7 separate regions of the Mus musculus genome follow, and regions 1, 2, 3, 5, 6 and 7 are each linked to region 4. A link is a contact called in public Hi-C, HiChIP or PLAC-seq and promoter capture Hi-C data. All regions are on one chromosome and are shown on one strand. Each heading gives the region's core, a stretch centred on a gene start, on an enhancer-like site or on the middle of the called end of the contact. The rest is flanking DNA. Distances are from core to core; before and after follow the strand shown. Region 1 has its middle 230 kb from the start of Gm30789. Region 2 has its middle 120 kb from the start of Armc1. Region 3 has its middle 26 kb from the start of Gm30789. Region 4 holds the start of Bhlhe22 (basic helix-loop-helix family, member e22). Region 5 has its middle 170 kb from the start of Armc1. Region 6 has its middle 260 kb from the start of Armc1. Region 7 has its middle 52 kb from the start of Gm30789.

The links. Promoter capture Hi-C pulls out the DNA fragments that hold promoters and counts their contacts. Hi-C and Micro-C count contacts between places; a contact is called where the count stands out from the background. HiChIP or PLAC-seq counts read pairs in DNA pulled down with a chosen protein or histone mark.
Region 1: a contact with region 4 is called in a promoter capture Hi-C map of liver, with 10 times the contacts expected there. The contact joins the enhancer-like site here to the promoter of Bhlhe22 in region 4. A contact is called at or near these places in 15 of 39 promoter capture datasets (the 3T3-L1 cell line, 3T3-L1-derived adipocytes, the C10 cell line and 7 more), 2 of 484 Hi-C or Micro-C datasets (both in liver), 5 of 115 datasets of contacts at active chromatin or transcription factors (astrocytes, embryonic forebrain, embryonic hindbrain and 2 more) and 1 of 9 other capture datasets (embryonic tail).
Region 2: a promoter capture Hi-C map of liver shows a contact between it and region 4. The contact joins the enhancer-like site here to the promoter of Bhlhe22 in region 4. A contact is called at or near these places in 19 of 39 promoter capture datasets (the 3T3-L1 cell line, the C10 cell line, the HPC-7 cell line and 12 more), 58 of 484 Hi-C or Micro-C datasets (B cells, the C10 cell line, the C2C12 cell line and 37 more), 13 of 115 datasets of contacts at active chromatin or transcription factors (craniofacial prominence, embryonic basal ganglia, embryonic forebrain and 8 more) and 4 of 9 other capture datasets (embryonic stem cells, embryonic tail, macrophages and 1 more).
Region 3: a contact with region 4 is called in a Hi-C map of cortical neurons, with 5 times the contacts expected there. The contact joins the enhancer-like site here to the promoter of Bhlhe22 in region 4. A contact is called at or near these places in 11 of 39 promoter capture datasets (the C10 cell line, cranial neural crest, embryonic stem cells and 5 more), 6 of 484 Hi-C or Micro-C datasets (cerebellar granule neurons, cerebellum, cerebral cortex and 1 more), 5 of 115 datasets of contacts at active chromatin or transcription factors (embryonic forebrain, embryonic stem cells, forebrain and 2 more) and 2 of 9 other capture datasets (adipose tissue and embryonic tail).
Region 5: a promoter capture Hi-C map of hippocampal neurons shows a contact between it and region 4, with 10 times the contacts expected there. The contact joins the enhancer-like site here to the promoter of Bhlhe22 in region 4. A contact is called at or near these places in 9 of 39 promoter capture datasets (the C10 cell line, cranial neural crest, frontonasal cranial neural crest and 5 more), 1 of 484 Hi-C or Micro-C datasets (cerebellar granule neurons), 7 of 115 datasets of contacts at active chromatin or transcription factors (astrocytes, craniofacial prominence, embryonic forebrain and 4 more) and 1 of 9 other capture datasets (embryonic stem cells).
Region 6: a contact with region 4 is called in a promoter capture Hi-C map of hippocampal neurons, with 12 times the contacts expected there. The contact joins the enhancer-like site here to the promoter of Bhlhe22 in region 4. A contact is called at or near these places in 13 of 39 promoter capture datasets (the 3T3-L1 cell line, 3T3-L1-derived adipocytes, the C10 cell line and 6 more), 4 of 484 Hi-C or Micro-C datasets (cerebellar granule neurons, cerebellum, cerebral cortex and 1 more), 5 of 115 datasets of contacts at active chromatin or transcription factors (astrocytes, embryonic forebrain, forebrain and 2 more) and 3 of 9 other capture datasets (adipose tissue, embryonic tail and macrophages).
Region 7: an H3K4me3 HiChIP or PLAC-seq map of embryonic forebrain shows a contact between it and region 4, with 8 times the contacts expected there. The contact joins the enhancer-like site here to the promoter of Bhlhe22 in region 4. A contact is called at or near these places in 7 of 39 promoter capture datasets (the 3T3-L1 cell line, cranial neural crest, embryonic stem cells and 2 more), 5 of 484 Hi-C or Micro-C datasets (cerebellar granule neurons, cerebellum and uterus), 9 of 115 datasets of contacts at active chromatin or transcription factors (astrocytes, differentiating embryonic stem cells, embryonic basal ganglia and 3 more) and 4 of 9 other capture datasets (adipose tissue, embryonic stem cells, embryonic tail and 1 more).

What each region holds. Positions count from the first base shown.
Region 1 is chr3:18,876,249-18,879,060 of GRCm38.p6, reverse strand. No RefSeq gene overlaps it. Among named protein-coding and RNA genes, the nearest start is that of Gm30789, 230 kb to the right of the region's middle. Within about 2 kb of position 1,265, at least 3 of the 459 cell types and tissues checked have an H3K27ac peak or open chromatin away from gene starts, as enhancers often do. A contact at or near this core is called in liver, where this site is marked.
Region 2 is chr3:19,043,405-19,046,180 of GRCm38.p6, reverse strand. No RefSeq gene overlaps it. Among named protein-coding and RNA genes, the nearest start is that of Armc1, 120 kb to the left of the region's middle. Within about 2 kb of position 1,405, at least 4 of the 459 cell types and tissues checked have an H3K27ac peak or open chromatin away from gene starts, as enhancers often do. A contact at or near this core is called in liver, where this site is marked.
Region 3 is chr3:18,667,856-18,670,620 of GRCm38.p6, reverse strand. No RefSeq gene overlaps it. Among named protein-coding and RNA genes, the nearest start is that of Gm30789, 26 kb to the right of the region's middle. Within about 2 kb of position 1,505, at least 12 of the 459 cell types and tissues checked have an H3K27ac peak or open chromatin away from gene starts, as enhancers often do. A contact at or near this core is called in cortical neurons and hippocampal neurons, where this site is marked.
Region 4 is chr3:18,052,909-18,055,617 of GRCm38.p6, reverse strand. It overlaps Bhlhe22 (basic helix-loop-helix family, member e22), which reads right to left and starts at 1,293. Exons shown (of 1, transcript NM_021560.4): 1 at 1-1,293. The coding sequence starts at 830.
Region 5 is chr3:18,988,546-18,991,335 of GRCm38.p6, reverse strand. No RefSeq gene overlaps it. Among named protein-coding and RNA genes, the nearest start is that of Armc1, 170 kb to the left of the region's middle. Within about 2 kb of position 1,270, at least 10 of the 459 cell types and tissues checked have an H3K27ac peak or open chromatin away from gene starts, as enhancers often do. A contact at or near this core is called in cerebellar granule neurons and hippocampal neurons, where this site is marked.
Region 6 is chr3:18,904,212-18,907,195 of GRCm38.p6, reverse strand. No RefSeq gene overlaps it. Among named protein-coding and RNA genes, the nearest start is that of Armc1, 260 kb to the left of the region's middle. Within about 2 kb of position 1,380, at least 13 of the 459 cell types and tissues checked have an H3K27ac peak or open chromatin away from gene starts, as enhancers often do. A contact at or near this core is called in cerebellum, cortical neurons, hippocampal neurons and 1 more, where this site is marked.
Region 7 is chr3:18,694,102-18,696,958 of GRCm38.p6, reverse strand. No RefSeq gene overlaps it. Among named protein-coding and RNA genes, the nearest start is that of Gm30789, 52 kb to the right of the region's middle. Within about 2 kb of position 1,333, at least 62 of the 459 cell types and tissues checked have an H3K27ac peak or open chromatin away from gene starts, as enhancers often do. A contact at or near this core is called in differentiating embryonic stem cells, embryonic basal ganglia, embryonic forebrain and 3 more, where this site is marked.

The DNA of each region.
Region 1 (2,812 bases), core at 16-2,515, 820 kb before region 4:
GAGTCTAATGAATATACCTTTAGTCATTCCAAAGCTTGTAGTTCTTGATAAATATTTTATGGCAATATGTTCATGTTATAGGAATCCCATGCTGTAGTTACTGACTATAGAAGGAACCAGAAACACATACCTTATTAGGTTCAGCTGGTTAGGAGTGGGATAGATGACTAGATAGACCACCCCAACTCACACACTGTAGGGAAAGAGAATTTCATTTACAAAGAAACACACACACACACACACACACACACACACACACACACACAATTAGTTATAATGGACTCCAATTCCAGCTTTGTATAAGCTGAGATTAGGGAAATCTTAAAACAGGTCAGTGAGACAGCTCAGTGAGGAAAGGCACTTGCCACACAGCCTGATGACACGAGTTCAATACTCTGTACCTCAATGGAGGAAAGAGAGAACTGTTTTTGTGCAAGTTGTCCTCTGACCTTCACACATGTGCCACAACAATAGACACCTGTGTGCACACACATATATACACAATAAATGCAATGAAAATAAGCTTCAAGCAGGTGTAACTGACATTACAGATATAAATATATATAAATTGCATAATTTCAACATTATGTAGTTCTTACCTTAGTTATACTTTGTATAGCTTGTGACATGCATTTTTACAGATGAATTAATGTTCTGTATGGTGTGCGGCAGTGATTAACCTAATGGCACTAGACAGTGAATTAGTAGGATGGAGAATGATGGAAATGAGGATGTGACTGTACCCTTTCTTCAATGCCCAGTAAAATCAATACAAAGAGGGGTTTAGTTGGAAACAACAGAGTTCATGGTAAAGAGAGTTTGTTAAATGAAGCTTTGACTAGTGCTCTCAGTTATGACAAATGTATTAATAAACAAAATAAAATGTTTTATTTTTACACTAGGAGACTTAGACACGTGTTTCTACTCTGTTTCATTTTAAATGACAAGCTATAACTCTCTAAATTAACTTTATACCCAAGTGAGTTATGAACAGTATTTGGTAACATTATTCTAAAAGCTATCATTGCCCTGAAATGGGATGGCAAGCAGTGGTCATGGACATTATGCAGTCTGTCACAACAATAAAAACACTGTGTTCAGCTTGAGTCACACTAATTTCTCTACCATGTGTGAGCGCGTATTTCTGATGTAGGTCCCTAAATGCTGGAAAGTCCATTATTGTTTACTGTGAAAGTTATTACCCCAGTCAGAAAAAGCATGCCAGCACGATTTACCTTCACCCAGTTGCCCAGTCCCATGGAAGGCTCCACTAGAGTGTTGACATAGAGCTTCAGGCATGTATTGACACTGGAGCACTGCACCAGCCACCTTGTACCTTGAGAAAGGACCACATTGCAGAAATACCCCCACATATAAGTAGCTTGTCTTATGCATGCTCACTAGTTAGACAAGTGATAAGTACTCAATACATCCAGATAAATGAAGGTTTCTATGGACAGAATAGAGAAATAACTCAAGATGTTCAATGTGTGCAGTTTAAAAATGGTAGTAAAACATGACTGTAATAACAATTACCATTGTTCCCATTTTTAAGCCTACAGTTCCATCATATTGAGTGTTTCTACATTAGTTTGTGTCTGTCACATCCTTCTCCACAATGGGATTATTTTACCAAACCTATTGGATACCACATCTACATCCATTATTGCCAAACCTGCCTCCAATTCAGTCTCTATGAATTTAGCTTCTTTAGATACTACATGTAAGTTCATCATACAATGTTTGTTCTCTGAGCACTTGTTTTCTTAGTAACTGTTGTGTAACCCTGTGTGTGGAGCAGGAGAGCTGTGGACAAATACACATTGACTCCGAGCAAACAGTGGAAGCAGCCTTACTGAACCAGGGATCAGAAATCACTCTATTGGTAGTTTTCAAAAAGACTTTTTTCTTAGAAACAAATTTATTATTTGACTTACCAGTGGTTAAGACAGTGGCTTGTACATTCCCAGCAAGAATAAGGTACAGAGATCACACCATGTGCATTGACAAAAGATTTTCAGATTATATTTGTGTTTCAAGGAGATGGCGTCCTGATTACCTCTAGCACTGTGGTGTGAAGATTTTTATTGGGTCTAGAACCCAGATGATTTTTCGAAGATTCAAATAGCTAATCACAGTTGTCAATGGGGAGCTGATGAACTATGACCAGCACATTTTCTTTCTCCTGAACATGGGCATTACGGCATTCAGCTGATCTTAGCAAGTGCTTCTGGCAAAAGCTGTCAGTTATGGTAATAAACTGAATGGCTGGGAGCTGAGCGGATATAGATATGACCTCTGTTGTTCTAATTGTCATCATGGCTGTACACAACACCCAGAAGACAGAATGAGTGACTAACCTAAGGTGTAATTGTTTGTGATTGTAGTGTTGAGGGCACGTTGCTTTAGATTTCACACATTAGATTTAGTGGGGTCAGGGGAGAGAAGGAAATAAGATAAGAATATCTTATAATGGTGAATATAATGGTGAGATAAGAATATTGACACTTTATCCTTTCAGAACCCATGGAACATGACTTCCTAATAGAGCTTAGGTTAGGTTCCTTATCAAATCAAAGAGCAGAGACCCAGTCTTATTGCTTGGGTGCCTAATCCCAACCAAATGTGGCCATTCTTTAGGTAGAGCAAAATGTGGATTGCTTTAGAAAGTGAAGAGAAAGAAAGGCAGGCAGAGAATCATACAACACATAGAATAATAGGTTCAAAATAACCTCAGAGCAAATTCAGGTTGATGATTCCAGATGTGTGATCCTCACAGCATTGCTAGTTAAATGTGACGAGGATCCATTCT
Region 2 (2,776 bases), core at 156-2,655, 990 kb before region 4:
CCCCTGACTTTTTCTGTAACCCACTGAGTGTTATTACTGCCACCTGCTGGAGTACTGCCCACTCTTGTTTGCTTGATCTTGTGTAGATCTTGTGTTACCACAGCTGCTTCAAGTTCATATGTGACACAGCCATGCTATGACAAGAGCATGAATTTCACAGCATTCCTCTCCATCCTCCCACCCTCACATCCTTTTTGACTCCTCTTCTAGCTTCCAAATCAGTGGGGTTCTACAGAGCTGCTTCATTAACCCTTAGTTTTGGTTGCCCTGCTGCTGACAGTGGGTTTCATGACTTGTATTTTCATAGCTATAATCAGTTGTTTTTATTTTCTTTTCTGCATCTGTGTAGCTCATAGTTCATTTTGTTGTTGTAGATAGCTGAAAGCCTAGCTAACGTCCTAGCTAATGACTGATCATTTTATGTTGCTGAGAAACGAATCTGAGTTCAGCTTGGAGCTTGGTTTAGAGGTTTAACGGTAGCACAAGCTGCTGGTGGTATTTTCCTCTTTTAATCTGGACACTGGAGAGACAGAGGGAGGCAGATCATAGTGGGTTCTAGGCCCAGCCCTGGGCACATCATGAGTTCCAGGACAGCTAGAGTGAAACCCTGTCTCAAAATAAACCCAGAACAATAATGTTGGTGACGGTTGGTGACTGACAGGGATATTGGTAAAGATGAGGGTATTAAGACTAGGTTTCTTTTTCTTTTCTTTTTTTTTTTTTTCACTTCTCATCAAGGAGACTTCATTTTTATTTTTCACCTGTGTGATTTCCTTGCATGTATGTCTGTGTATCACATGCATGCATGATAATGGAGACCAGAAGAGACTGTCAGATACCCCTGGAACTGGACTTACAGGTGGCCGTAAACTGGTGCTACGTGTGCTTGGTGCAAGGAATGGAACCAGAGCCACTGGTTCACCTGAGCAGTGACCCAGGTGGTAAACAGAGTGTGACTTGTTTAAAGTCAATATAGAAAGCCAACCTGGAGAGTCAGATACCTGAGAACAAACAGGGTCTTATATACAAGGATACTAAAGATGATACAATTTGTATGCTTTAGGAACATCTGTAAAATGCTTTACATTTTTAAGTCTTATTTACTTGTACACATGCATGTGGAGGCCAAACAACTCCTTTTAGGAGTTTTCTCCTTCCAGCACATGAGATCTGAAGACTGAACTCAGTTTATCAAGTTTGGGGGCCAGCACTCACTCTATGGGCGATTTCTAAGCCCCTTTTATAATTCTGAAAAGGATTTTGGCATGCCACCATGTCAGCAGTCAATATGTAAAGTATTTTGGCATTTGTGTCCTTTTTAGTTTACAGTTAGTTTGTACCTAGAGTAAAGTTTAACACACTCTGCGAGCAGCCTGCACTTTTCACTGCTTTCCCAAAGGCTGGCAGATACCAACATGTTTGCTGAAACCGTTTCTCATTCCCTTAATAAATAACAGAGATTGCAATGGTTAGTGTTAATTGTCAATTTGACAAAATCTAGACTCCCCTGGGAGATGGACTCTGGGAGTGTCTGTAATGAATAATTATATCACTTCTTCTGGGAAGATCAGCACATAGTGACTGACATGCCTGTTACATGATCATGGTTCTGTAAACATGAGAACTGGGGAGTCAGGGTTCTTTCTTCCTTTTCTGTTTCCCGAGAGTGGGTGTGATGTGAGCATATACTTTAGACTCCTGCTGTGTTGATTGCCATGCTATCATGAACTGCACCTGGAACTGTGAGCTAAAATAAACCATTTCTTCCTTGAGTTGCAATTTTTTTCCAGTTTGTTTCATCATAGCAATGGAAAATAAAGTAAGAGATGTTGGCCACAAAATAGCCTGGGTTGTTCTGCTGCTGGGCAGTCATTGCTTTAGCTAATGGAGACAAAGAGTAGACAACAAAATGCTCCAAGGTAGAACAGTAGTTACTAACAAACTGTATTAGAGCACAGGAGAGCAGCCACTATAAAAACAGTATTTTCAAAACAACTCCAAGCCAGGCAGTGGTGGCGCACGCCTTTAGTCCCAGCACTTGGGAGGCAGAGGCAGGCGGATTTCTGAGTTTGAGGCTAGCCTGGTCTACAGAGTGAGTTCCAGGACAGCCAGGACTACACAGAGAAACCCTGTTTTGAAAAAAAATCTCCATAGGGTAATTCTAATATCAAAGAATCCCTTCTAATAAGCAAAAGGAACAGCAATGTGTCTTGCAAAAGCTAATTCCTAAAATGGCAGCATCTACCTTCCTTCTCTGGAAACAGAAGATATAATCCATCTCTCCTCCAGGGTTCTCATAATCCAGAACCGGAAATGATAAAGCTGCTTAGAGTGGGTAATTCCATAAAGAAAAGTAGGCCAGAACCTGAGATGGAGGGGGGACATTTGTGACAGCAGCCACACTTTCTCCCCCCTCTTCTCCTCCCTCCCTCTTTCTTCCTTTCTCTGTCTCCTCCACCTATGATCAACACACATCCAGAATCTTTTAATTGCTATTCAGAGCAAAAGGTCCCTTTATCCTTTAAAACATGTCTGTCAGTTTAAATATTTAAAAAAACAAACAAACAAACAAAATAGTTTCATCTATCTGTCTGTCTGTCTATCTATCTATCTATCTACCTATTTTTTTTTTTTTTTTTTTTTTTTGGAAAGCTGCAAATGCCAGAATGTGTTCTCACCAAATATTTGCTATGGTTATGTTTATCCAAAAGTGGCATTAATTCTTTCATTCTTCTTCATTGAGCCCACTGTCCTCATTAGGTTATAGGGATCCTAT
Region 3 (2,765 bases), core at 256-2,755, 610 kb before region 4:
CAGCAGTTACATATTCAAATGAATCTGTCAGGGACAAGAGTCTGGTGCTCGAGTTCCTGCTCGGCTTGATGACATTGATTTGTGAGCATAATGCTCGGCTGCGGGATGTGTGACAGATAAATTTTATCAAAATTAAGGCACAATTAAACATTTCATCTTCCTAATTACTGGCTGTAGATTCAGCCTGATGACCATGTGCTGTAAGAAATCAGCAACCATTACACATTTTAATGGAGCACAGCTGTCTTACAGCTTGGTAATATTTGCACAGTGCCACAGAACTGTAATTTATGATAAAAAGAAAAAATGTCTATTGGTGCTTTTTTGCCAAAATAGATTAAGGATTCATATACTTTAATGAGATTTGGACTTAGTCTTGGATTATCGTTATAAATGATTTATGTGCATGTTGGTGGAGTCCTGTAGTTCTGAGTTGATTTGTGTTTTGGTCTACTGATATGTAACTCAATATTTGTTCGTTAGCCAGTAACTATAACTGCCCTCTACCCCCTTGATGTCTTGTAGGAGATAGATGTAAAGGTGAACAAGGCATGGAGGCAAAGATAGCAACTTTGTCTTCTTCACAATTCCTCGGGCAGTGAGTTGTTGGAGAGAGAGAGCAGTATCCCTGATACAAGATACAAGAGCAGGCAGAAGCAGTCTTGGTCTTTGGTAAGAGCATGGAAATTTAGCCAACCAGGGCTGAGCCACAGGTGGCCCCAGCCTTGAGCAAGCATCCTGGCTGAATCCCCTTTGCTCTTCTGAGAAGACAGTGATGGCAGCCAAGCTCGCTTCCTGTTTCTACGTTTTCTAAATGGGAGTTCACTCATTTCACCTTTCTTCCTGGCATCCCTGAGATACAAATAAGGCTGGTCATGAGCGGTCTCTGATGCCAAAAGGGAATGTGTGCACATATCTTTTCACTGAAGACCTCCAGGCTGGTTGGAGGTACTGCTGGTTGTTATTGGTACATGTCTCTCTTTATAACCATCATTGCTAGATAGGTTGGTCCACAACAGGGTCAAGAACACTAAATTGAAGCAGAGGAGGAAAATGCCTGGACCAAGTAAGTGGACTAGACATGCCTGGCAGAGCTGTTGTTAATGAATTAGAAAGTAAATGTAAATCATGATAGCTCACTAATTATTATGAGCATTAAATTTGTCCAGACAAGTTGATGTCATCATTGCCAGGCCTTCTATGAAAAAAAGAGGCATCTCTCTTCAGAAATATTTCTTTTCAGGATGCGTGCTGGATGAGAGAAACAAGATACCAGAATCTACAGGAATCTGCTCAATGTAGGTGTTAGTTTGCCTCCTGAAAACAGGGAGCATATCCTAATGAATTCAGCAAGCCTAAATATATATGTGTAACAGAGAAAGAAGGGCTCATCACTCCATCCCAATCTTCTCCAGGCCTGATTTATTTCGGCACTCATATGCTGGAATGCTTCATACTGTACCAGGTTGCATATGCTTGCACACTAATTCTCAATTGCCGTATGCAGTTTGTGACAACCATCTGCTTCAACCTCCCTTTGAGTTCTTTCTCCCACTCAGCCCAGCTGAAGTAAAAATATGGACAGAAACAACTTCTGCAGGGAGATGACAAAGTTAACAAGGGATTCGAGTTACACTGTGAATCTGTCTTTCTCCAGGGTGTGCCCTTGCCCCTGGAGCTCCAAGGATCAATATTTCTCAAGTGCAAAGCCTTGTGCTTAGCAGAGAAAGTGGAAAGAAATGGCATGGTTCCCTTGTGAGCCTTGGCTGTGGGAGATAGGTAATCATAAAGTGTGCATATGCTACACACTCAAGGGTCCAAGAGTCCCTAGAACTGCTCCAGCCACGCTGTTTTACAACAGGTTGCATCCTGTCAGATACCAGAGAGAGCAGGGGAGGGGAAAAAGAGAAAGCTGAGCACATTTGAAAATGTATGAAAAACAAAAACAATCTATCTTGAAGGCTGACTTGAAAGGGGGAAGTTGTTTTGAATTTCCTTTAAAAAACTGGTGCATTCAAAAACAGGAGAAAGAGTCTCTATAACCATCAAGCTCACAGGCATATTCTGTAGAGAACATGAGAAGGGACCGAGTAAAGGTGTCTTCAGCTTGTGTAAATGTGTTTGAGATTTTGGGCGATGTGTCCCTGCATTACTATACTGCTTAGACAACTGTTGTCTGTATAAAAATGAGTTACACGCTGTACCTTGGATTGCATTGGCCCTGTGCCTGCTCTTAAGAATGCTGAAGTCGTGGTGGGATTACATCTTCAAATTAGTGACAAGCCTGATTGATACAGTTTATCTGCAAGTTGACAAAATCAGGTCCTAGATGTACATACATGGGCATGTATCTCATCATAAGAATAAAAAAAAATTTCCTTGGGACCATGAGAAGAATGACTGGCATGGGAGAAGTATGGATAGAGATAGAAGAAAAGCAGTAAGAGGAGATGAGAATGGAGAAGAGAAAATTACATGTGTTTAGAGATGACTAGCAATGTGTCTGAAGTAGTACCAGTGAGTTCACAGGCAGAGGCCCCACCATGGTCCCTGCCTTCCAATACCAGGAAAAGCAGACTGAGAACACCAAGTAAAAGTGGCAGAGAAAGGAAAGAGAAACTTCCTGGATGGAGCGATCAGTGATGAACTTCTGACGGAATCAGATCCAAGCAAATACTGACTAAAATGGGCAATGTACAAGTTCAGTGTGTTCTCTCAGCGTCTGGGCTGCCAGATTCTGTCTAATCATAATTGATAATTCTAAA
Region 4 (2,709 bases), core at 44-2,543:
ATTTCCTCCAGGGCCTGTGCCTGCATGAGGATGTAGTTCTTGGCGAGGAGCAGCGTGGCGATTTTGGAGAGCTTCCGCACTGAAGGGCTGTGCGCGTAAGGAATGACCGCGCGCAGCTCATCCAGAGCGTCGTTCAGGTCGTGCATCCTCCGGCGCTCGCGAGCGTTGATGTTGAGGCGCAACGCCTTCTGCTCTTTGGATTTCTTGCTGCTGCCGCCGCCACCGCCGCCGCTTCCGCCGCCACTTGTGGGGCCCCCCGGGGGGAGGCCCGAGCCACCATGCAAGTGGGCGTTGGAGCAGCCCTCGGCCACCTTGGCGCTGCCGCCCCCCGCTCCCGGCGATGCCCGCGGGTCGGGGCCCCCGGCTCGCAGCACCAGCTCGCAGCGGCCGTCGCTGTCGTCGTCGGGGCTCTGCTCGCCCCCGCTGCTCTCGGCCACGGAGCCGCGTCCGGCGCTCTCGCCGTACTTGAGGCACAGGGCAGCCCCCGCCGGCAGGCTGCTCAGGCTCGGCTCGCCCCCCACGCCCGCTGAGCCCACGAGCAGCCCCGGGACACTCACCCCGCCGCCGCCGCCGCTCGCGCCACCGCCTCCTCCGGGCGGAGGCAGCAGCAGCCCAGCCCCTTCGGGATCAGCGGGCTCGAAACAGCCGAGGGGCGACGAGGACGACGCCGGGCGTTCGCGAGTTGGAGGCGCCAGGGACAGGTCCATGCCCGGGGGTGTGGAGCGAAAAGCCGCCTCCAGGCGCTTGGCGGCGGAGGTGCCCAGGCTCTTGTGCAGGAAGAGGTCGTCTTCGCTCGCGGCCGCCGCACCGAGGTGCAACCCGCGTTCCATCGTCCGGGCCAGCCGCCACCTGGGCTGGAGAGTCAGGCGGCCGCACAGACGCGCGCCGGCGGGGTTCCGGAGCTGCTGCGTGCGTCGGTCCCCACGCTGCCCGCAGCCCTGTCCCCTTCTTTTTCTTTTTCGCCTTCCCCCGCGCTCGCCGCCTCCTCTTCTTCTTCTTCTTCGTCTCCAGCCGACGGTGCTGGCTGCTAAGGCTCACCATGGGCCGCGGCCCCTCATGGTGGGAGGCTGGTCTCGGAGGGAGCGGGGCTGCCGCCGCTACCGCCTCTGAGTCCAATCCCGCGCCTGCTCTACGCACCGTTTATCTTGCTTGGATTCACCTTCAAGAGATTTCCGGACCCATCAACCAGCCGCCGCCACAGACGGGGGAGTCTTTTACATCATTATCTCTGAGTAGGTTATTATGAAGAAGACTCGCCTGTTGGGACAGCGCTTTCTACCCAATCAGGTTAACGTTTTAATTAATAGGATTAAAACGGTAACAAACAATCGCAAGCGCTATCTGGCCGCGAGTCTGAATAGTTTCATTTCCCAGGTCTGAAGACAGGCAGCAGCCAGAGCTTTATAAAAGGCGCCTGCTCCATTATTCTGCCTGCCATCTGTATACACAGCTTAGCGCATATGTTTGCAAGGCGCTGGGTCCTGTTAGTAACCCAACAACTGCCTTTAGCTTGACATGTGTGGCGACTTTCACTCATCAATGAGCACACTAAAAGCCCTACTTAGAGCCGAGGATGTTCTTTGCTCCTTCAGCAAATTGTATATCCGCGGTAAAGACTGGGAGTCCAGTGGAAAGCCCCCGCCCCCACTGAGCACCCCCCACACACTACCCTTCACTGGGCCACTACTGTCTCAGCTTGCTTAGTTACCCTCATAGGAGAGAATTCTATATCTCCCTGTTAATAGCATGTCTGCATTTATAGATGGAACCTGGGGGCTGGGGGTAGGGGTGAGGTCCCTGCTGGCTTGTCTCGAATTTACCCTAGATTTTCAGCTAGTATGTCAGCAATGCAAGAGCCAACCCAGATTTTCTCCGCACCACTTTTCCCACAGCCCTCCACTGTCCATTTCCTATATAGATGGAAAAAAAATCAAACAATTAAAGAAAGCAACAAAATGATGACCAAGTTGCTTACATAGCCCGTTTGATTTAAAACTCGGAGGGGGCGGAGTGGGGGAGGCCTTTGCCGAGTCCCCCACGCTGTTAAGTTGGTGGTGAGAGAAGCTCACTGCTTCGTGGACAGAAAGAAAAGAAAAACTAGTCTCAAACTTTCCTCAAGATTAAATCCAGTTGCTTCGCAAGAGGGAACATTCAGAGTGGAATCTTCTCACACACCAAGTGGGGGCATTCGTGCATTTAGCTGCTCTGAAGACGTTTGGGGACATCTGGATCCGTCTGGGCTGTTCCTGCAGGGTTAGTTCAGGGCAGAATTGTGGAAACAAGAGCTGTCTGGATGGAGATAGTACACGTGGTCCTCGTGCTTCTGAGTCCAGTTTCTCGAAGCACACGATATTTAGTGGCTAGTTTTCATCCTTATAAGTAAAAACCGTATTCCCTCTTATCTGGCAGAATTACTGAAGGCTGTGCAGTTTGGGGTTTCTCTGGTTTCATTAAAAAACCTTTTAATTGTGGCTTTCAGAGTTGGCCCCAGGTGTTGGACTCTTTTCATTATATTTTGCTCTAATGTGATGAAATTCTAATTCTCTCCTTACCATATGGTTAAATTTCCCCACTGAGAATTAGTTGAAAAGGGAGAAATAATCTATTAATCTCTGTAATAGATTCACAAATGAGGTTCATCTCAGAACCTGTTTTTGAATGGTAATATCAGAACAGTTGGGCACCTTATTTCATACAGGAAACGTGAGG
Region 5 (2,790 bases), core at 21-2,520, 940 kb before region 4:
CTGCCAATCAGAGCCACCAGAACCAGTACGAAAGTTAATGCTCCACGGACCATCTAGCGACCCTCCACATGGTAGTGCATGGCTTAAGGCTCTGCCTTTCTCCAGGGCCTGGAATTGCTTCCTCTTTTCAGTATCTTGCTCTCAGGCTGAGGCACTCTTCTACTCAGCCTGCCTCAGGGCTTCAGAGCCTTCCCACAGGAGGAGGCTAGCCATCTCAGCTCCTTCCCCACTCCCAGACTCTTGATCACATATCTCCGACCTTTTGGGCAACTCTATTCTGTGTTTACTAAGTCATATCATACTGGAGAATGATATCTATATACCATATATTATAGGTTAAGTGTCTAATGCAGGCATTGGTAACAGCAGCAAATGTCCCCAGACCTCAGTAGTGGTGGTAGGATTAACAGGAAAAAGGGACTCTAATTGTGGCTACCTTTATACGGATCCACTTTTATCGTACAAGTCTGCAGTTTCCACATCACCTTGATGCTGGGTGAATCTGGGTGGACGGTAGCATCGGTTGGAGTCAGCAACCAGCATGGCATTAGGCGGTTTACTCAAGAGCCAGGCTAGGTTCTGGTCTCATTTGGCTCAAATTCTAAAGAGCTGCACCCAGTCTGAGAATATCACGTGACATAAATTCCCTAATCTCCTTACTGCATCAAGGAAGGAGCCTTGGCGATCAAACCATTCTCTTGATTTTTCCAGGTAAGGAAACTCTGTGGGCTAGTGCCTAGGCAATGACATTGGACGGCCTAGAGAGTGACAGGAAATGCTTCCTCCTGTGTCTGCATTCACAATATGAAAATTGCAAATTGGAGAGACTTTTGGCAACTGTAAGTTTTGCACTTCTAATTTTTTATAACTTTTGGGGTATAATAAAGGTCATCCAATTTTTCAGATTCATCCATCTAAACTTTTTTGGTCCATCTGTTTTTGTCCTGGCAGGCACAGTAGTAAATGCCTCATTTCAGAGTGGCTTCACTGCTCTTCCAGAACAGAGAAGAGAGCGCTCAGAATTATTATTAATTTCTAAATTAAATGGGCCAGGTCTTATGCTGTCCTAAAAATGGAAACATTCCCCTCCCCAAACTATACAGGGGGTAAGATTCGAGTGTGGTTTGTGGGAGAGGAGCTGTCAAAGTCTTTGCATGAAAAGACAATTAACTGTTGGTGAAGCTGGCAGTGGGGCCCTGGAGAAGGGGGAGGAGCAGGAGATGAGAGGGTCAGGTTGTGATTCCCTTCGGCAGTCCATGTGGCTCTTTGCTGGCAGCGTGCCCCTCGATGTCAGAGCAAGCTGAGCGAGCCAGACATGGTGCAGTGTGGGGAGAATATGCGGTATCGCGGCTGAGCTCTTGGCGATTTTCTTTCTTTGCCTCGTTTCTTGTTTTTAAATAAAGGCAGTTTTGAAGGTACAGGAACTTAGCACAGGATAAGCTCTAGCGAATTGTTTTTTTCAGGAGGCTGTGTCAAACCCTGGAGTGATATTTTTGGATGTGGAGTAAAGTACAAAATTGGAGTTGAAAAGGGACAAAGCTAGCTGAGGTTAACTATTATTATCAAAACTTGGCTGAATCCGAGCTTTGTCCTCAGATGCAGTAAGCCGAGCTGGTCATTTGGAACCAGCCAGAGAAGCACCCTTGGGAGAGATACTTCAAGTCAGTTTCTTCTTCTATTTCTTCTTTTATTTTTTCTTCTATTTCTTCTTCTTCTTCTTCTTCTTCTTCTTCTTCTTCTTCTTCTTCTTCTTCTTCTTCTTCTTCTTCTTCTTCTTCTTCTTCTTCTTCTTCTTCTTCTGAGAGAGAGCTCTAGCAAAAGGAACCCAGAAACGTGCGACATTTAATCAAGCTCTGTGAAGCTTTGCCGATGTTTCTCCCACCATCCTTTACCTAACAAATGATCTCAAGCAGGAAGCTGCCCGGGGAAAGGGTGGAAGAATCATGGTAATTAGCACCGTGCAACTCTGCATAATTAAGTACACATGCGCCATCAAGGTTATCTGGTCTTGACATTTGCTTCTTGGGGAAACAGCTCTACAATGTGATTGAATCCTTTCATTTAACTTTACTGGATATGTATAGCATATAGCCAATAGTTCAGAGCTCGTATGTCTGTACTGCATTTGGCTGCAATTTAAAGGTTTTAGCCTGCCCAGGGCATTGTGCTGAGTGTTTTGTAGGTACTAAGTCATTTGGTTGTTACAAAAGACTTAGGAATAGATGGTTTTAAAATAGTGTTTGCTGTTCTAGAAATTAGTGGTTGCTTTTTTCATCTTAATTGGAATAATTTCAAGTTTACAGAAAAGTGGCAAGAAAGAAGCAGGTCTTTTTTTTTTTTTTTTTTTTTTTTTGAACCATCTGAGAGCAAGCTGCAGACATGATGCTCCACTGTTGCAGACCATCTTCTCAAGTGTATTCACCTCAGCAGCCCTTATTTTCAGAGATGACATGACAGCTGGGGAACCCATAGGCCCCGGGCTGGGCTGGGCTGAGTCGCCATGCCTTTGGAAACCTGCCCTGTCTGGAACAGTTCTACACTTTGTTCTTTAGTCGGTGGCCTTGGTTCCTCTAAAGAGAACATGCCAGTTTTGTGGGCTTTTTTCTTTTTCTTTCTTCTTCTTTCCTCCCTCCCTCCCTCCCTCCCTCCCTCCCTCCCTCCCTCCCTCCCTCCCTCTCTCTTTCTTTCTTTCTTTCTTTCTTTCTTTTTTCTTCCTTCCTTCCTTCCTTCCTTCCTTTCTTTCTTTCTTCCTTTCTTTCTTTCTTTCTTTCTTTCTTTCTTTCTTTCTTT
Region 6 (2,984 bases), core at 131-2,630, 850 kb before region 4:
AAGAATTTGTGGTTTACCAAAATCAATTTGTTAAGAACCAATACAGTGTACCTTCAAGCTTCAATTTCTGAAGTTTTATGACTTTTAAACATTTAGCTCTAATGTATTCCCTTTATAATTCTATGACCAAGTAGGTAATTATGGTCTGGAAGTCATTTCAGACATCTTTCCTCCACTGAACCCATCTATCCCACAGTGCATGCACACGTGGACAGGGCTGTTATTGAGTCCCCAGGAGTGCTGACACAATTTCTCCTCAGGAAACTGATTACATTAAAAACATTTTTTAAAATTTCTTCACTTAAAAACATATTTTTGAAAAAACCAAAACAAAATAAAACAAAAACGTCAGATCCATGAATGGTGGAAGTGTTTCCATGTTCGAGGTGGGCCATTACAGCTCCTCAGTGTGTCATGAGCACAGGGCTTGGTTTGTACGAAGTGGACCATGTGGAGGGGAAAAAAACCCTTAATTATATCAGTAACTCTGATTTTATTTTTTTACAGTGTAAACAGACTTTTGCAGAATTCATAATTACTTACAAATGCTAATGCTGACTGTATTTTAAAATCTAAAAATTTCTGTCATTGGAGTTGTGTCTTGAAAATATGTTTATCTATCTTAGTGCAAATGCTTTCTAGAATCCTGGAAAGGCATTTAAATTTTTTTGAGGCACTTAAGCTCAACAGCTAATGGAAGATCATGTATTTAAATAATTTACACTTCCATCTGGCTGAAAGAACACCAGGTGGAAGTCTCTGGTCGGGACGAGTCTGTTACGTGGAAGGAAATGTTTGCTCAAAATAAATGAAAGGCAAACATTTACATGCATTCTGTCTTTTTGTCTGCGTGGGTAGACTCCTGCTTTTCTATTCTAATGTTCCCAGGCCTGGATTCCATCTTAAACATTCACTTTGTGTTGCTGAGGGTCCAGAGGAGTTCCATTAACGGAATGCTTGCCACTGTTTTATTTTCTTCTTCACAGCCTTTTGATCACTAGCAATTATTGTCTCTCTTTCTCATCCTTTCTGTATGCCAACCCGAAATCAAAAGGGGCTGCCCACTTTCTGCAGGAGAGAGGAAGCTGAGCTTCCTGGATGAAGTTTTCCTTGTTGCTGGGCCAGCTGGCAAATTTTATGTTTCCCACCGAGTGTCACATTGTGCTGTCAAAGGCTTGGTTTTGTGAGTTGACTTCTGATAGGCACTTTCTGCATCTTACCTGTCAACTCCACAGTGGACTTCCTCATTTGCAGCATGTGGCTTGCAAGCACAGACCGAGCCTGCCAAGCCAAGAAAAATCCTATGGAGTGCTCTGCTTACCAGCCCTTTTCTGCTCTTCATGTTTGCCAGACATACTCTTCTGTGCTTGGGCTCATTCAATGTGTGGGTGTCTGTGTATTGATAGGGACACATGGGAATTTCAGCACTATCCACAATGTTAACCCTAAAGGGGGGAAATCCAGGCTTGAGTTCTGGTATCCTAAAGGAGAATTTCTGGTTATGGAGGGGGTTTTCTCCAGGGTTATAAACTGGCTCTCTTAACATCTCACTCTCCAGCTTGTATGGGCATGCATTCAATAGTTAACAGTAACTGCATAAATGTTTGGAAATCAGCCTTTGTAGCCCATGTATTTCAAGAATTTCAAAATATTACAGTCTCTAGATTCTATCAAGATCACACTTAGGTTTATCTTCCAAGCTTCTAAGACTCCCCATGAAAAGAGATCACAAAACCTGTGGAGGCTTCAAACTCGTATTTTTTTTTTAAACCAGAGCCAAATGAAACACAAAAATTCCAAATGTTTCAAGTTTTATTCTAGGTTTAGAAGTGACACATTTTTGATTCAGCTCTAAATCTGAGGATCTTCTCTCTTTCATTGCTAGGAACAAGCCAGGCTGAGCTGGGCTGGGGTGTGGGGAAAACCTGAGTACACCCAGAAAGACCACCACCCTGCCGTATGCTCCTCATCAGGGGATGGGGTTTCGACCTATTACAAAAAAAAGTATTGGTCCCAGGAAGGAAAGTTGCTCAGGGAATTTCTCTGGGTACACTGTAGGGTATGCTTTGGCCACTCCATTTGCACTGGGCAGGAGTTCTTTCTGTTATCACTTTTTCTGTTTAGCATTTGGGCTTAGACCAGAAAGAAGGCTTCTGAAAGATGGGGTACTGAGCCTACTACACATCATGGGACTCCTCCTACCTCTGTCCTTGGCTGGTCCAAAGGTTTCAGGCCGTGAAGCTGGTATACCCAGGAGCATGGGTATTGCAGTAGTCACCCCCAGACGGGGCCACTCCGAGTCACCCGTGGAAGCAAAGTCAGCTCGCAAATGTTCAGTGTCAAGAGAGTGCCCACATCAACTGTGAGGTCTTCCTGTCTCTTTCTTCTGTAGCAGTCGCCACTAATTCTGGTGCTATAGAACACTGGGCAGCTGACTCAAAATTGAGAGTGGTGCTTGAGCTTTATCAATGTATGGAAAGCATATGGCCAAGCTGTCTTAGTAAGCTTGGCAAGGACACTATTTAATATTATAGACATCATGTTAAGCAAGCAGGGCTCATGAGGAATATTCAGAAAAATCTCTCTATTCATTTTCCTTACTGTTTGCTTTTCTTTAGTTCCAAAGGCCACACTCTCAATTTTGAGTCAGCTGCCCAGTGTTCTATAGCACCAGAATTAGTGGTGATTGTTAGAGAAGAAAGAGACAGGAAGACCTCACAGTTGTTGTGGGTACTCTCTTGACACTGAACATTTGCGAGCTGACTTTGCTTCCGTAGAACATTGATACAGGCTGAATGTTTGAGTCTCTACAAGTCCAGGTTGAAATGCCAGCTCTCAAAGGGTGGAATTTAGAAGGGGAGCTTTTGGAAGGTAAGTAGGCTGTGGAGGTGGTATCCTCTTAAATGAGATGAAGAACCTATAGAAAAGAGGCCCAGAAAAGGTTCTTTACCCTCTCATATAAGGACATAAAAGCCCTTATTAAT
Region 7 (2,857 bases), core at 84-2,583, 640 kb before region 4:
TACCCACCCGCTTCCTGGGTTCAAAGAGTGCTCATTCAAAGAAAGTCACCCTGGCCATTACCAGAACCTGCAATGCAAATGTGCTATTGTTAGGGGCTCTTAGAAGCTGTCTTGAGAGTTAACAATTACCAGGTATTCCTTGTGACTCTTGTAACTTTACACTTCCTTGTGACTCTTAACTGGTATCTTTGGTATCTTCCAACAAAGCCCTCCCCACTTCCTTGAGTTTCGGTTTCTTCCTTTAAATACCCCCTTACCCAGCTACTCGGCGCGCCACAGTCCTCTACCCCTGCGTGGTGTATGACCGTGGGCCCGAGAGCGCTCTTGAATAAAAATCCTCTTGCAATTTGCAACAAGACCGTTTTCTCGTTGGTGATTTTGGGGTGTCGCCTCTCCTGAGTCAGAACGTGGGGGAGTCCTCACGTTGTGGGTCTTTCATTACCATACTGCTATATGATACTGTTTCTATTTTCTTGTCTTTTCTATTATCCGTGCTCCCCCCTCCCTTCTTCCCTCCCTCCCTCCCTTTCTTCCTTCCATTCTTTCTTTACCTCTCTCTCTCTCTTTCTTTCTTTCTTTCTTTCTCTCTTTCTTTCTTTCTTTCTTTCTTTCTTTCTTTCTTTCTTTCTTTCTTTCTTTCTTTCTTTCTTTCTTTCTTTCTTTCTCTGTTGCTAGAAATTAAAGCCAGAGCCTTGTATATGCTAGGCAAAGACAGTTCCACTGAGCTATCATCCTAATTCTTTCTCTAGACCTGTTTTTAAAATGTCTGGAATTGTAGTAGAGTTTGGGGAGACATGAATGTGGGACTGCATATTTTTCTCTGTCTGGCTGGTTTAACAAGATCAGAAGTCATCTTGGTATTCTTCCATTGGTGCTTATGGAGTTCCTGTGCCTTTCCTTAGAACATCCGGGATTTGATTTTGCTTGGTGGGGTTTTGAAGTGATATAGATCTTGGTAGAGGGTGTTGCATCAAGGATGTCCTCTGAAGGTGATGCATTTCCTTATCCAGCACCTTTTCATGATGTCACTAATTTCTAGTGTTCTACTTTCAGCTTCCTAATCTCCTCCATGCTGTTTTGAGCCCTTTCTACAATCAGCCAACATCACAGAGTTTCTCCCACAGAGATGTCCTCTCATTACTTTACCCACCTGTGGAAAAGCTGCTCAGTTTATCTATTTGTACTCTTGTTATATTCTGGTTTGTATCTTCAAAAATATTTGGAATTGTTTAAAAGAGGCTTGGCCCCTTTAAAAAGCAGCTTCAGCAGGCAGGATGACAGAGGCAGTGATGAAAACCAAAGCTGTTGAGAGCTGCAGCTGTCTGGTCCTTTCGTATGCAGATTTATGGAGTTGGGAGGGGTTGGAGAATGAGCTAATGGAAGGCTCATGAGAGAGCCTGCAAACACTGAAAAAAAGGGGCCTCAGAGTCAGGCTCCTGGTGTTTTCAGGCTCACTCAAGAAATCAGTAGCAGCTAGAAATGGACAAGGTGTTTTACAATCCAAACACTGTTACCTGGTCCAATTTACTCTTCTACAAAAATGTCAAGTGATTTGCTGAAGGTCACAGACATAGCAAATAGAGCTTCAGAATACTTCTGGGGGCCAAGTGTACTGGGGAACACTTATGAAATCCAGATGTGCTATACACATCTGTTCTCTTCTAGCACAAGTCAAAATGTTAGAAATCAGGGTGAGAGTGCTAGTGGCCACGCAACGCGGGCTGGAAAGAGTGTTATGATGTTGCCTGCATAGCCTGAAAAGATTTTTCCAGAAAAAGAATTTCAACACAAGCCAGTATGAAGCAGAGTTGGAATTTATTACAAAGAAAGCTTACTATAGATTTAGGCGCAGGGCTTAATAGAAAGATAAAGAGGCACTGGTGGTGAGGATGAGGTAAGATATATCCAGGCATCTACTCCCAGGGTATAGGTTTCTCAAAAGAATCTGGCTTTTAATATGTTTGGAATAGTTACATATACATACAGTTTTACATATACATAGACACATACACATACACATACACACACACACACACACACACACACACACACACACACACACGTACACATATACATATGGTTTTAGTTGCTTTTTGAGGTTATATATCAAAGGATTTTAAGGAACTTAAAATTTTAAGGAACTTAAATGGAGTAGTTCTGGAGGTGAGTTGGATGTGTAAGACCCCAACTCAATATGTCTCCCAGACCCCCAGAAACAAAGCCAGCATGAAGCTCTTTGTTCTTTTACCTGGCAGCCTGAGAAGCAGATAACCACTGGGTGACCCACCCAGGCACCAGGGACCAGGTAAGGGACCAGGAATGTTTGCCAAAGATAGCCTGTAACCCCTCCACCAGAGATGAGCTGAAACTCAAATTATGGTATTTACTCAGCTTCCCCATTCTTTGTGGTCTTATCCTCCCCTTTCTTTGTGGTCTTTTCCTTCAAAAACTCCCAACGGCGACTGCTAGGGGTCGATCTCCTCTATCCCTGTGAGGGTTATGAGCTTGAACTCAGCATGCTGACTACTCCCGAATAAACCTCATGCAATATTGCATCAAGAATGGTTTCTCTCGAGTTATTGGGGCATCGGCTCATTCTGGGACTTGAGCGAGGGTCTCCCCGATACGGGGTTCTTTCAGATGGAATTATAGATGATGAGATAAAACGCTAAATCACAGTGATTACATGGGAAATTAAGATTTTTTTTCTGTAAGTAAAAGTATATCATCTTATTTGTGATATCATAGATTTTTACATCTGGTAAAGAAGAAAGGACATATACACTTAAGCCTTAAGCACAACTCATTTGAGATATCTTTATATAAAAGGCAAATTTTCTCGGTGTACTTAACCCTC